2 separate regions of the Oryctolagus cuniculus genome follow, and region 2 is linked to region 1. The links are chromatin contacts, called in public Hi-C maps. All regions are on one chromosome and are shown on one strand. The core of a region is the stretch at or near the end of the contact, and the rest is flanking DNA. Distances in the headings are between cores, read along the strand shown.

Evidence for each region. A called contact is a pair of places that touch in the nucleus more often than the background predicts.
Region 2: a Hi-C map of an unstated tissue shows a contact between it and region 1, with 1.9 times the contacts expected there. The contact joins the enhancer-like site here to the promoter of CUX1 in region 1. A contact is called at or near these places in 2 of 6 Hi-C or Micro-C datasets (psoas muscle and an unstated tissue).

The regions. Positions count from the first base shown.
Region 1 is chr19:43,685,771-43,692,039 of mOryCun1.1, reverse strand. CUX1 (cut like homeobox 1) reads right to left here and starts at 3,873. Exons shown (of 23, transcript XM_051837967.2): 1 at 3,666-3,873. The coding sequence starts at 3,728.
Region 2 is chr19:43,788,017-43,794,285 of mOryCun1.1, reverse strand. All of the region lies in intron 2 of CUX1 (cut like homeobox 1), which reads right to left. Among named protein-coding and RNA genes, the nearest start is that of CUX1, 100 kb to the right of the region's middle. Within about 2 kb of position 3,010, at least 4 of the 8 cell types and tissues checked have an H3K27ac peak or open chromatin away from gene starts, as enhancers often do.

The DNA of each region.
Region 1 (6,269 bases), core at 2,624-5,123:
GGTCTGGGGCTCGGCGGGGTCAGCCACCAGCATTCGCAAGGTTAGCTGGGTGGATCAGAATGACCGTAATGTCTGCGGGCACTGGGCTGGTTGCCCCCTTTCCAACTTTCTCATGCTGGCTAACAACTGACAGACCACCGTACACAGAACAGGAGACACAGGCCAGGGGTCTCCGGGAGCCAACTGCATTAGGAGCTGTGGCACTAACTCAACACCCCTTCTACTGCCTGCATCATTAAAGAGGTCTAGTTTCACACAGGCAAAACAAAACAAAAAAATCAACTGACAAGGACCCCCTCCCACCACCAGTCTCAAAGACATTGACATTGAATAACTAAAGAAGAAGAAAAGAGGGGAGCAGGCGGCAGCCCAGTTTGCTTACTCATTTTGTACTACATGGGATATTTTCATTACAACGGACGGCCGAGCACACACACTCCCCGGGTGGGAGTAAGCCAAAGAAGCCAGCCGCCGCCGGTTTTGAGGTTCACTTTTGCAGGGGCTCTTTCAAGGGGAAAGTGCCCCTCCGCCCCCCACCGCCTCTCCTAGAAATAACGCTAGGGCAGGAAGCCAGGCGGGGGCAGGCCCCGTCCCCAGGAGTCCAAAGTCTCACCAACGAGCAGAATAACATGGGCTTGTTTAAATTTCTACAGTGGTGTTGTTCTTATTTAAAGTTGGGGGGGGGGGTGTAGGTGAAGCCTGGTTCTGTACACGCGTCTGGGGTAGGATAAAAACTTGTCCAACTTGTCCTGGCAAGGCCACACAGCTGCAGCTTCCACACCGCAGACCACCGGGACGCAAAGGGGAACGAAACTGGGCACCCGGCGCCCCGACGGCAGCAGCCTCAGCACCGGCGGGCGGAGCAGGAGAGAAACCCCGGGCGCAGCAGCCCCAGGTTGCCGCCGGGCTGGCTCTCTCACCTGGCTCCGTCGAGCCGAGACTCAGCCTCTTCCCAGCCCACGCGGGGCTCTGCGGGCAACCCGATCCCAGCACGAGGAGGGCTGGAAAAATGAGAAGAGCTGAAAACTAAGGACTTCTCACTCAAACGGCAGCCCGCCTGCGGGGAACAGAGGGGACACTGAACTAGACACCAACCCGGAAGGCCTCCCGGGGGCCCCGACCGGCCTTCAACCTGAACTCCGGCGTTCCACACCCAACTCAAGTTTCCAAACACGCCACGCAGCGGCCCCAAGAAACCACTGGAGGCCAGACCAGGAGGAGAATGATGCTCGGATAAACGCGTTTTGCTTCGGGGGTGTTGTCTGAGTTTTTTCTTATTTATTTATTTATTTATTTATTTATTTTGCAAGCTCAACATAAAGTTCATTGAAATAAGATGCCCAGGGAAACTTTGAATCAAATCTGAGAGCCACAGTTCAGGGTTCCCTGAAGAAGAGGCAGACCCCGGTGGGGTGTTACAGAGTTTGTGAAAAAACCTGTTAACTCCCCGCAAACCGAGCCAATTCCCAGGCCTTTCTTGCTAGGACGCTTAAAAAAGAAAACTTCATTGATACGAAGCCAGGATGTCACATTTTGGGACACAGAGGGCAGAAAGAAAAAAAAAATCAAGGTTTGTCTCTTAAAAACTCCACAACGGGTTTTACAGTGAGCACAGGAATTAAATTATGGTAAAAGGGAGCTATTTTTACTAAAACAGGGTAGACCAATTTATCAAAAATGCCATTCAGCTGTGTTCTTTACAGTCCGGAATCTAATTTACACAATAGACACTTTGGAGTAATCCATTTTACTCAATAAATACTCAGACTCCTTTAAGTTTCAGTCTTATCGGAAATGCATATTTCACATAGTCTTCTTGCTCGTTAAGCGAGAAATCCCAGGAAATTTCACAACGACCACGAGCCTGCCTTATCGTTCTTACGTGGACACGGGGGCTGGAGCAGGCGCCAACAATTAAAGTTGCCGGCCTCCGCGTGTGCGTGTCAATCCGCTCCGCTCCACGCGAGCCTGCCTCTGCTTTACTCCCAAAGGTCACCGCCACCAGCCAAGTTCAGCCAAGTTTACGCACGTCTGTCTCCCAGCGGCGCGCAGGAGCCCTCTCCCAGGGACACTGCGGGACCCCCGCCTTCCCCACCCCCGCCCTCGGCGCTGGCCCCCGCGCCGCTCACCTTCAACTTGGCTCCGGCTACGCACAACATCCACCCGGCAGAGTCCCGGGGCAGTCCAGGCACGGCCGGCGCGGAGCTGGCACTCGGGGGGCCAACCCCGAGGGCGCGCCGCTCCTCTGGCTGGGGGGTGACAGGCAGGAACGCGCCCCCCGGGCACGGCGGCGGCGGCGAAGCCGGGGGACAATCCTCGCGCGGCGCCTGGGGCTCAGCGCCCGCATCCCCAGCCGGCACGCCACAGTCCAGCGGGGGCCCCGGGGCTTCGCTTTGGAGAACCGGAGCCGAAGAGGCACCACGGAACGGCCCCACCACGCGCTCCATTGCGCCTGCAGGACAGGGCAGGACCCCCGAGGTCACTAGGGCCGTTGGAGCCGGCTGGCAGGCGGTGAGCGCCACCCGGACCCGCGGCCGGGAGGAAGCGCCCCTCGCCCGGCACCCGGCGCGCCGGGGCGCAGCGCGGGGCCTGCGCTCTGGGAAAGTTGCAGCCCCGCTCCTCGCGCCGGCACCCGCGCCCGCCGGGCGGTCCCGGACGCCGCGACCCCGCCGCACAGCGTGCGGGAAGCCCCTGCTGCCCCGCGCCAAGTTTCCCCGAAGCGCCCCCGCGGGGGTCCCCTGGTCGCGCAGGGGCAGGTCCGCGCCACTCGCGCAGGCACACAAAAGAGCCGGGCGGACCGAGGGATCCGCGGGTGGCCCCCGGGTGCTCCCCCGGACGTAAACAAACCCCGGGGTCCGTGCGGCCAGCCACGCCGGGCGCGGGGGTGCGGCAGGGGCCGCTGACAGCCGGGAGCGGCGGCCGGGCCCCCGGGCCGGCCGGCCGGGGCAGGGAGCGCGGGCGCCCGCCCGCCCGCCTGGCCGGAGCCGGGCCGCGCCGCCGCCGCCGCCGCCGGTGGCCGCTCTGACCCTCCCCCGAGCCGGCGGCACCACAGCGCCACCAGCCCCAGCTCCGCCGCGCCGGCGGCAGTGGCGGCGGCGGCTCCTCCTGGAGAGGCAGGCGCTTCACCCCCCACAGCAACTCCCCGCAAACTTTCCCCGGGAATACGGCGGGGCCGGGGGCGCGGGGCGCGGGCGGGCGCCGCCGCCGCCGCCGCCGCCGCCGCCGGGCCGCAGCCCCCTCCCGGCGCCCGCCGCCCGCCGCCCGCGCCCCGCTCGCGCGCGCGCGCCCCGCAGGCCGCCGGGGCCGCCCCCTCCCCGGTCCCGCGGCGGCGGCGGTGGCGCTGGCGGCGGCCGCGCAGGGCCCGGGGGGGCGCCCCGGGTGGGGGCAGACACCGGGGGCAGCGGTGGCGGCGGCGGCTCCCGGCGCCATCTTGGGCTGATCGATGAATTGAACAAAGAGGATCAATTTCTGATCAAGCGAGTTATCAATGGGGGCCGGGGAGCGAGAGGGACTTGTCCCCGACTCGGCCCCGCTCTCCCCGGCACCCCCCTCCTCCCCGCCGCCGCGGCCCCCCGGCGGCCGGGCAGCCCGGGGACCCCGGGGGAGGCCGCGACCGCCCGCAGCCCCCACCCCCGGGCGAGAGGCCGAGCGAGGAGAAGCCTGACCTGCAGCTGCTGTAAATCAAAGCGCTTCCAATATTGAAACATCGATCCCACATTGGCCGCCATCTTGAGACATATTGAGACGGAGTGAGAGGCTGATAGAGAGGGGGCTGGAGTTCAGGAGCCGCCAGGAGGCAGCAAGCGGGCGGCGCCAAAACCCGGCCTGGAGCCGGCCGCCGCCGCCGCCACGGAGGACGCGGACTCCTCCTCACGGCGCCGCCGCCGCCGCCGCCGCCGCCGCAGCCATGGCGAGCCCGAGCCGGAGCCGGAGTCGCAGCCCGAGGGCGCGGCGGCCGCCAGTCGGCCCGGCGCGCGCGGCCCCCGCCCCCTCCCCCGCGGCGGGCGGGTGCCCGGCCCGCGACCCCCGCCCCTCCCGGGCCCCCAGCCCCGGCCGCGGCGGCGGCGGCGGCGGCGAGGGCGGGCGCGAACCCGGCCCCGAGGGGGCGCTGGAGGGCGGCCGCGCGACGCCGGGCCCCGCTCACCTGAGGCGCGCCGGGGGTCGCGGGGGTGCGGCGGCCGCAGGGACCCCCCCTCCCCCTCAACTTGGGGCCCGCCGGCCGCAGCGCGCGGAGCCGCCGCGACCACCTGCCCGGGCCCCTGTGCGAGGGGCGCGCTCGCCGCGGGCGTCCCGGCGGGGACTCCGCCGCTAAGGCGACGGGAAATTTTTAAGTCTTGGGGCATTGGGGTTGCGGGGAGAACCGGCCCTTGTCCCCCTACTTGGTCGCTGCCCGCGTTGGTGCCCCGCACCCGGGCCGCGCGGTCGCGGCGTCGCCCCGGGAGACAGCGGCGGGGCTGCAGGGGGTCCCTGCGCCCCCCAGCCCGGCGGTCGCGGCTCCCGTTTAGGCCAAGACAGGAAAAGTCTTGGCAAGGCTCGCGGTCTCGAGGGTCCCCGCACCGCTGCGGCGGGGCAGCCCCAGAAACTCTATCTCCGGTTGTGCTCCGGTGCGCGCACCGACTGGGAAAGTGTGGGCTCGCTCCCTGGCCCCAGAAAGCGTGCTCCCAAGTTTACAGAAACCCCAGCGTTTAAGCCTCCCCCCCCCAAAAAAAAAAAAAACCAATTCCCTTTTGATTTCCTTCTTCCCAGAAACCTGGCCAATAAAAAAAAAAAAAGCCCACGTTTTGCGATCGTCGTGTTTAATTGATTACACACACGTGTAATTCTCCCGCACTTCATTTAACGTGTAATTAGTTAAAACAAATCCCCAAATTCCTTAATCTTGAAAATTATATGTAAATAAACTCTGCACCCGATGCAAAAATAAAACATGGAAGTGGGAACTCTAACTGCTTTTCGGGCGAGTATCGAGGGTTTTAGCGTCCATGCGTGGAGCGTGCGGGGAACAGCCGCGTCCCCAGATCTCGCCTCGGCGGGCTTCTTCCAGGGGAGGCCCCTGAGCTCCGGAGGGGGCGGGGTTCACTCTGCGCCCGCACCCCTCGACCCCACTCCCAGCACCCCTGACTCCAAGCAGGCGCAGGGAGCAGGTGGGTGGGAGCGCGTGGGAGCCCCAGACTCTGCGCGCTGCGTGCGGGGGCCGCGGGCCGCTTGGGTGCGGGGCTCCGGCCGCCGCGCTGCAGCTCCGACCGCGCCGCCCAGCAGAGGGCAGCGGCGCCCCGGCTACTCGGGTCCTCGGGTCGCGGGCGCACGTGCCACCCGCGCGCCCCAGGCCCCGCGCTGGCCACGCCCTGTCCCGGAGCCGGGCTCCCTGCGGGAAGCGGCGGCGGAGCCCCCACGCCTTCCAATCCCGCTTCTTGGCCTCGCCAGCCCACGCTTGGGGGCAGTTTGCTAGCTGCTCGCATGCGTGCGGTGGCAGGCAGGCGAGCCCTTAGGAATTACCCGGAAGGTGCTTAGACAAAATGTGCAGGAGCTTTAAAAAAAGAAAGAAAAAAAAAAAAAAAAGAAAAGAAAAAAAAATTCCCTCCCGTGGGGAAGAATCAGGGGAATGGTTTGGATTTGGTGCAGATGTTTTCAATCTAATTATCGTGTCGATCCCCTGGGTTTGAACCAAAAAAGTGAAATATATATGACCTGTGTAATACTCCAGAAGTACATCTGGTTGGAATTCAGGGTTTTGAATCCATGGCAATATTTTAAAAATAAGTTTGACGACTATTAAATATTCTTGTTACATTTCTGGTTATGTTTATATTATTTACATGCTAGAGAACCATGTAGAGAAAGCCTGCATCGAGTGGCCTGCGGATTGAAGTCTCTTTAAATAAAATTTAGATCACTCCTACCCAACTTTTGGGTTATAGAAGTCTTGCCGTCTACAGTCAGGGGGAGAGGCGTGTTGAGCCTGCGTTTACCAGCCACACAAAATATTACCGTGTTAAAATCACACAAGCTAAATCGCTGATCAAAAATTATGCTGAGTGAAGTAATCTGTTTTTAAAAAAAACTTTTAAAGCTACGTTGTCATCTTCTTGAGCAAGTACATAGACTAGGAGCAAGTCCCATCTATCCTATTTCCTTTTCTTTCCTTCTTTTCACGTCGACGGTCGGCCTCAGCATTGCCAAAGCTTGAGGGCCCACTGATCCGCAGAGAGAGGGGCTCCACGCTCTGTGTGCTCTGCTAAACACTGAGAAGATGGGAAGGTTTTAGGACA
Region 2 (6,269 bases), core at 1,761-4,260, 100 kb before region 1:
AATGAGTGGATTTCATTTTTTAAAGACCACTTGCGGTACATACCCCACAGTTTGTTTATCCAGGCTTCCGCTGAAGGGCATGTGGGTTGATTCCATATCTTAGCTCGTGTGAACTGAGCTGCAATAAACCTGGGTGCAGATAACGCCTTCATAGGCTGATTTCCTTTCCCTTGGGTAAATTCCCAGGGGTGGGATGGCTGGGGCATACGGTAGGTCCATATTCCACAGTGGCTGCGCCAGGTTACATCCCCGCTGACAGTGGGTCACTGGGTTAGGGTACCTTTCCCCACATCCTCGCCAGCATTTGTTGTTTGTTGATGTCTGTATGAGAGCCATCCTCACGGGGGTGAGGTGAAACCTTATTGTGGTTTTGTGTATCGAGTATTTTCTTGGCATTATAAATATCCCTACGATCAAAGTTCTTGTTCAGGAGGCTCTGGGCAAGTTTTTATTCTTTATCTTACTGTATTTTGTTTCAGGACGGGTCCTCAGCAGTGGGAACGCAGGGCCAGACTGTGGACTTGCGGAGGGAAGGACATCCACGGCTCAGTTTCTGAGGGGGACGCTGGTTCTGTGATCCACCTGATGTCTTCCACACTGGCCTGCTTCACCACCCAGTCGTGCAATGAATTTTCTTGAGTCGAGTCGGGTTACAGTCTGCGCGTCTGGTGGCGTGTGCTGATAAGTGAGCTGGTGACAAATATAACCGTCTATCTCTGTGCGGGGCCAGTCCTGACACAGAAATGGAAATGACCTCAGCCTGGCGTCGGCGGGCGCCGCTTGCTCCCAACGCCAGGGCGGCCGTCCCTCGCTGCGGAGACGCGGGGGGACCACAGTGCAGGTCCTCCCCTCCAGAGCGGCCCTCTTTTCTTCTTGACTGTGGACTCACGGCCTTGCAAGCGTCAGACTGCCTTTGGGGCGAGGACAGAAGCCGCTAGGTGGGCGCCACCCCTGGCCCACCTGCTGCAGGGGCCAGGGGCTCAGCGTCAGGGTCAGAGGTCAGAATGCAGTCTTGGACTTCTGGTCTGTCCAGGGAGGGCTGGAACCGGGAGTGGGACCCTGCCATGAACTTCCTGGGAGTCCCCAGGCCGGCCGTGGAGGTGGTGGTTCGGGTGAGACACGGCTGCTGTCTGAGCAGAGACCCCCAGGGACCCTAGCTCAGTTACTCACTGGCTGAGTGGCTCGGACCAAGCTCATCTCCCTCAAGTCTATCAGCAGGCCTGCGCCTTGCTCCACTGCCTGCCGCTCTAACAGAGCACCTGAGACTGGGTAATTGGTAAAGAACAGAGACTGACTTAGCACAGCTCCGGAGGCTGCAAAGTCCACCATCAGCGTGCTGGCGTCTGGTGAGGACCAGCCGGCTGCACCACGGTGCGGCGGGAGGCCTCGCAGCCGGAGAGAGCAGGTGCGGGGAAGCCAATGATGCAATCGCGAGGCCCCACCCTCACGGCCTCATCTGACATCAGCCTCCCCCGAGCTCCCCCGCCCCATCAGCACAGGAATCTGGGCACTCGGACTGTGGCAGCACCGGGTCCGCCAGCCTGGCAGGGCCACCACAACTCTGGATGAGAAAATTGATCGCAAGCGGTCAGTGCAGTGAGCACGGGCCGCAGCTCTCTACGGGAGAAGGGAATGCGAGGGGAGAGGAGGTGGCGGTGAGAAGCAGCCCACCCGGCTCCCTTTCCTCCCTCGAACCCGCAGCTCAGCAGCTTCCGTGTCCGGGTGTTTCCAGGCGATGCACGCCCTGCGCTTGGTGCGGCCCCGGTTCTGGCGTCAGGGACAGCCGAGGAGCACACAGCTGGTCACCGCTGAGCAGCCAGCACAGGGGACGGGCCTGGGCGTGACGTCAGCAGGGATTGGGAAGTCCAGCCGAGCCACGGCCCCCGCGCCTGGCCAACAGGGACGGTGCAGGGCTTTGTGGCGCACAAGGAAAGACCGCGCAGGCGCCCGAGGCCCTGGGCGTGGCGCCGGGCGAGCGAGGGCGGCGGGGACAAAGTCACGGCCGTGGCGGGCACTCGGCCAGCCTCTGCGTCAGGTCGCCAGCTGCGAAGACGCCCACTTTCTTGGCGGTGTTTTCCCAAAGAACCTAAAACATCTAGGACATGCCGGACACGGAGAGAGTTACGCGGCAAACGCTAACACTGCACATCCGGCGCCATGGAGAATTGTGAACGGATGCCTTTTTTTGGGTTCCCCGGGAGGAGAGCCTTAAAAGCCAAGGCCACGCGTCCAGGTCCCTCCCGGAGGCCGTGACACAGAACAGGCATCCCAGACTCGACAGAGCTCTGGCCCCAGCGTGGGCCGCGGGCCTGGCGTCCAGCTGATCCGGGCCTTATCTATATTTGGTACATGATGTAAACCTAGAACATCTTATCCCTTCACATTTAACAAACTGGCTTAAGACGCCGTTACTCCCTGCCCCGTGTGCTCATTTTGAAACTCTGGAAGGTGGAGACGGTCCCTCCCGCTCCGAGAAGGAGCTCGGGCCATCGTTTGCACACTCGCCTGGGCTGAGGCAGAGCGAGCTGGGGCCGCCAGCTCACTCGTGCCACCAAGGGGAAGGCACAAAGTCAAACACGCAGGGACCCCCGTCTGCGAGAAGTTACCGATTAGGAAAACCAGAGATGCACGTAAACGCTTCCGAGCGCAATGCCAGCCGCTCGTGTTCGGTGCTCACTTGAAAGGGAGGGAGACCGAGAATAAAATTTCCTTTTCCTTCTCTAACAAGATGACTCACACTTTCCAAACATCAATCAATCAGTGAGTCAGTGCGGGGAGAAGAGGAAATGAAGGGGAGGCCTCCCCAACCAGCACTTCCCAGAACCGTGGAGAATCAGGAACCCCGGGCTGACTCGACTTCCCCGCCCCGCCCCTGCTCGGCGCCCTGGGCTGCGTCCTCCACTCATTCGCTGGACCCCACGGTCAGTGCTCTGGGGGTGCCCAATGTGCGCTGGGGACACCAGGATGAGACAAATGGCCAAGGGGGCAAGTCAGTGGCCACAGCAGGACACAGTGTGCCCTGCCTAGGTGGGGACAGCAGCTGCACAGCACAGGGGCTAGGGGCTCAGGACACACTCCTGAGTGGAGCCCAGCAAAGTGAGGGGGCTGCTACACACAGGCTGCCGGCAGCCCCCAGAGTCTCCAGTGCGGAGGATCTGCCCAGGTGCTGCCGTGGATGCGGGGCCACACCCTGAGAACCTCTGCTTTCCAGGACAGGAGTCAGGGAACCATTGCCATGGGCCAAGGCCACTGCTCGCGTCCGGTCTGGAGCTGCGTCCCTGCAGGCCTGCAGCCGGAGGAGCGGGGAGTTGACCCACAGTCCGTCTGCAGTCCAAGTTTGCCAACCTCTGCTGTAGAGTAGCAACAGGTGGTAAGGACAAGAAGAGAAAACCTGCAGCCGGCGCTGTGGCACAGCAGGTTGAAACCCTAGCCTGAAGCAGCGGCATCCCATAGTGGCACCGGTTCGATTCCCGGCTGCTCCAATTCCGCTCCAGCTCTCTGCTATGGCCTGGGATAGCAGTGAAGATAGCCCAAGTCCTTGGGCCCCTGCACCCATGTGGGAGACCTGGAAGAAGCTCCTGGCTCCGGATCGGCACAGCTCCAGGTGTTGTGGCCATCTGGGGAGTGAACCAGTGGATGGAAGACCCCTCTTTTTCTGTCTCTACCTCTCTCTGTAACTCTTTCAAATAAATAAAATAAATCTGAAAGAGAGAGAGAGAGAGAGAAAGAAAGAAAGAAAGAAAGAAAGAAAGAAAGAAAGAAAGAAAGAAAGAAAGAAAGAAAGAAAGAAAGAAACGAAGGGAGGGAGGGAGAGAGGGAGGGGAAGGAAGGGAGGAAGGGAGAGAGGGAGGGGAAGGAAGGAAGGAAGGAAGGGAGAGAGGGAGGGGAAGGAAGGAAGGAAGGAAGGGAGAGAGGGAGGGGAAGGAAGGAAGGAAGGAAGGGAGAGAGGGAGGGGAAGGAAGGAAGGAAGGAAGGAAGGAAGGAAGGAAGGAAGGAAGGAAGGAAAGGAAAGGAAAGGAAAGGAAAGGAAAGGAAAGGAAAGGAAAGGAAAGGAAAGGAAAGGAAAGGAAGGAAGGAACCCGCTCGAGTCAGTGGGTTTGAGGAGGCAGGGGAGAAATCGATGGGTGGCAGAGGTTTCTTTCCCCGGCCTTCTCAGAGCCTTAACAGCACGTGTCCATATTCTGGGACGGGTATTCCCAGGAAGTACATTGACCTATGGGATGTTGCCCTGCGATTTTATTCACAGGCATTAACCGATCAGAAGTGCATCTTAGCGAAACCACGCTGGTAGCAGCCAGACCAGAAGGGAGTGAGGTTGGCAGTGGCTGAGACCGCTGGGTGGTTGCTACGGTAACTGCCCAAGCCGCAGCCGCCCAGCCCAAGCCAGGGGCCGGACAAGTTTTGCAGGAAAGGGTCGTGGAGGGAGTATTTTTGGTTTGTGGACCACATGGTCTTGATTGCAGTTTCTCAATTCTGCCATAGTGGCAGCACAAGAGCAGCTGTGCCCAACAGGTGAGCCAGTGAATTTGGCTGTGTTCAAATAAAGCTTTATTTATAGTTTCAAAATGGAAAAGACTTGGAGATGAATGGTGGTGAGGCACTGAATGCGAGGGACCTTCACAATAAAAAAATGGTCAAAAGGGTTTTATGTTAGGTGTATTTTATCACCGTAAAGAAGAAAAACCAAGGGGCAGGTTAAACCACGGCTAGCAATGCAAGCATCCAATATCCGAGTGCCAGTTCGAATCCCAGCGGCTCCTCCTCTGATCTCATTCCTGGTTAATTTGCCCAAGAAAGCGGTAGATAATGTTCCAAATAGCTGGGTCCCCAGCACCCACATGGGAGACCCAGATGAAGTTCCAGACTTCAGCCTGGCTCAGCCCCTGCCATTGTAGCCAACTGGGGAGTGAACCAGCGGATAGAAGAGCTCTCTCGCTCTCTCTCTCTCCCTCTCCACCCCCCCCCACTCTGTTATACTCTGCCTCCCAAATAAATAAATCCTTAAAAAAACAAACTATGGAAATAGGCTAGTGCTGCGGCGTAGCAGGTAAAACCGCCACCTGCGACGTGGTTCAAGTCCAGGCTGCTCCACTTCCTGCTCCCTGATAATGCACCTGGGCAAAGCAGCAGGGGGTGGCCCAGCCTGGATGAGGCTCCTGGCTTCAGCCTGGCCCAGCCCCAGGCATTGATTGCAGCCAGCCAATGGAAGCTGTCTCTGTAACACCTTCAAATAAATAAATCTTTTCAAAAATTAAAAAATGAAAGCTATGGAAACAAACTTGAATTTCATGATTTTTGTGTATCACAAAACAGTCTTTTGTCCACTTAAAAATGGCAGTGTCATTCTTCGTTCTCAGAATACACAAATGCAGACTGGATGTGGAAATAAAGAGGAGGATGAAGGGATGTGAGCAGGCCCGGAACAGGATCTACCTGGGGCTGGCTGCTGCTCCCCACCCCCACCCTGGAAGGGTGGAAGGGAACACAGGGCCGCAGGCAGGGGAGGCAAAGGCCAAGACTCCACAGAGAAGCTGCACTGGAGGCGCCAGACCCTGCCACAAGCAGCTCACCCCCGGGTCCCATCCCAGACCCCCCAGAGCGCCCCCCGGGCTTCTCCCGAGGGCTCCCTCCAGCAACCCTTCTCCCCCAGTCTGCGGGGCAGCGTGCGCCACGGCTTTTCGAGATCTCCAATCTGCTGTGTAACAAGGGATAAAAACCTCCCCAGACCTCAGGTGGCTGTAGAAGCTCCCGAACTCCTGCTCTGAGCTGGGCGTGGCCCGAGGGGACTCTGGACGGCACACACACGCTCCCGGTGGCCTGGCCGCCTGGACCGGCCCGAAGATGCTCTGTGGGAGACAGAACAAATCGTGCAGCCCTCCCAGGCCAGCAAGCCCCATGCGGAGGGACACAGCAGGGGACGAGACGGGGAAACCGGGGACCTCATGCAGCCTGGGGGTCAGAGAAGAGATGGGCCCTGGACAAACGGCTGGAGTCACAGACCAGGAGCCCCCCCCACCCCACGCCGCGCTTAGCTCTCACGGTGCAGTGGGAATGAGCGGCCTGGCCCCAGACAGGGGCAGGGACAGAGGTCCATTTTAATACAGCAATCAGACCCCTGTAACCCTGGCAGCCTGCCAGACAGGCCTCTTCATCGGGAACCCCGGCCACCGCGCCCTCAGGACCTGTGGCTCCCTCAGCAGCCGTGCCACCGTGCAGGCGCCTTCTCCACTTCCGAGCTGTGGCTACGGATCATTTCAGAAAATGCGCCA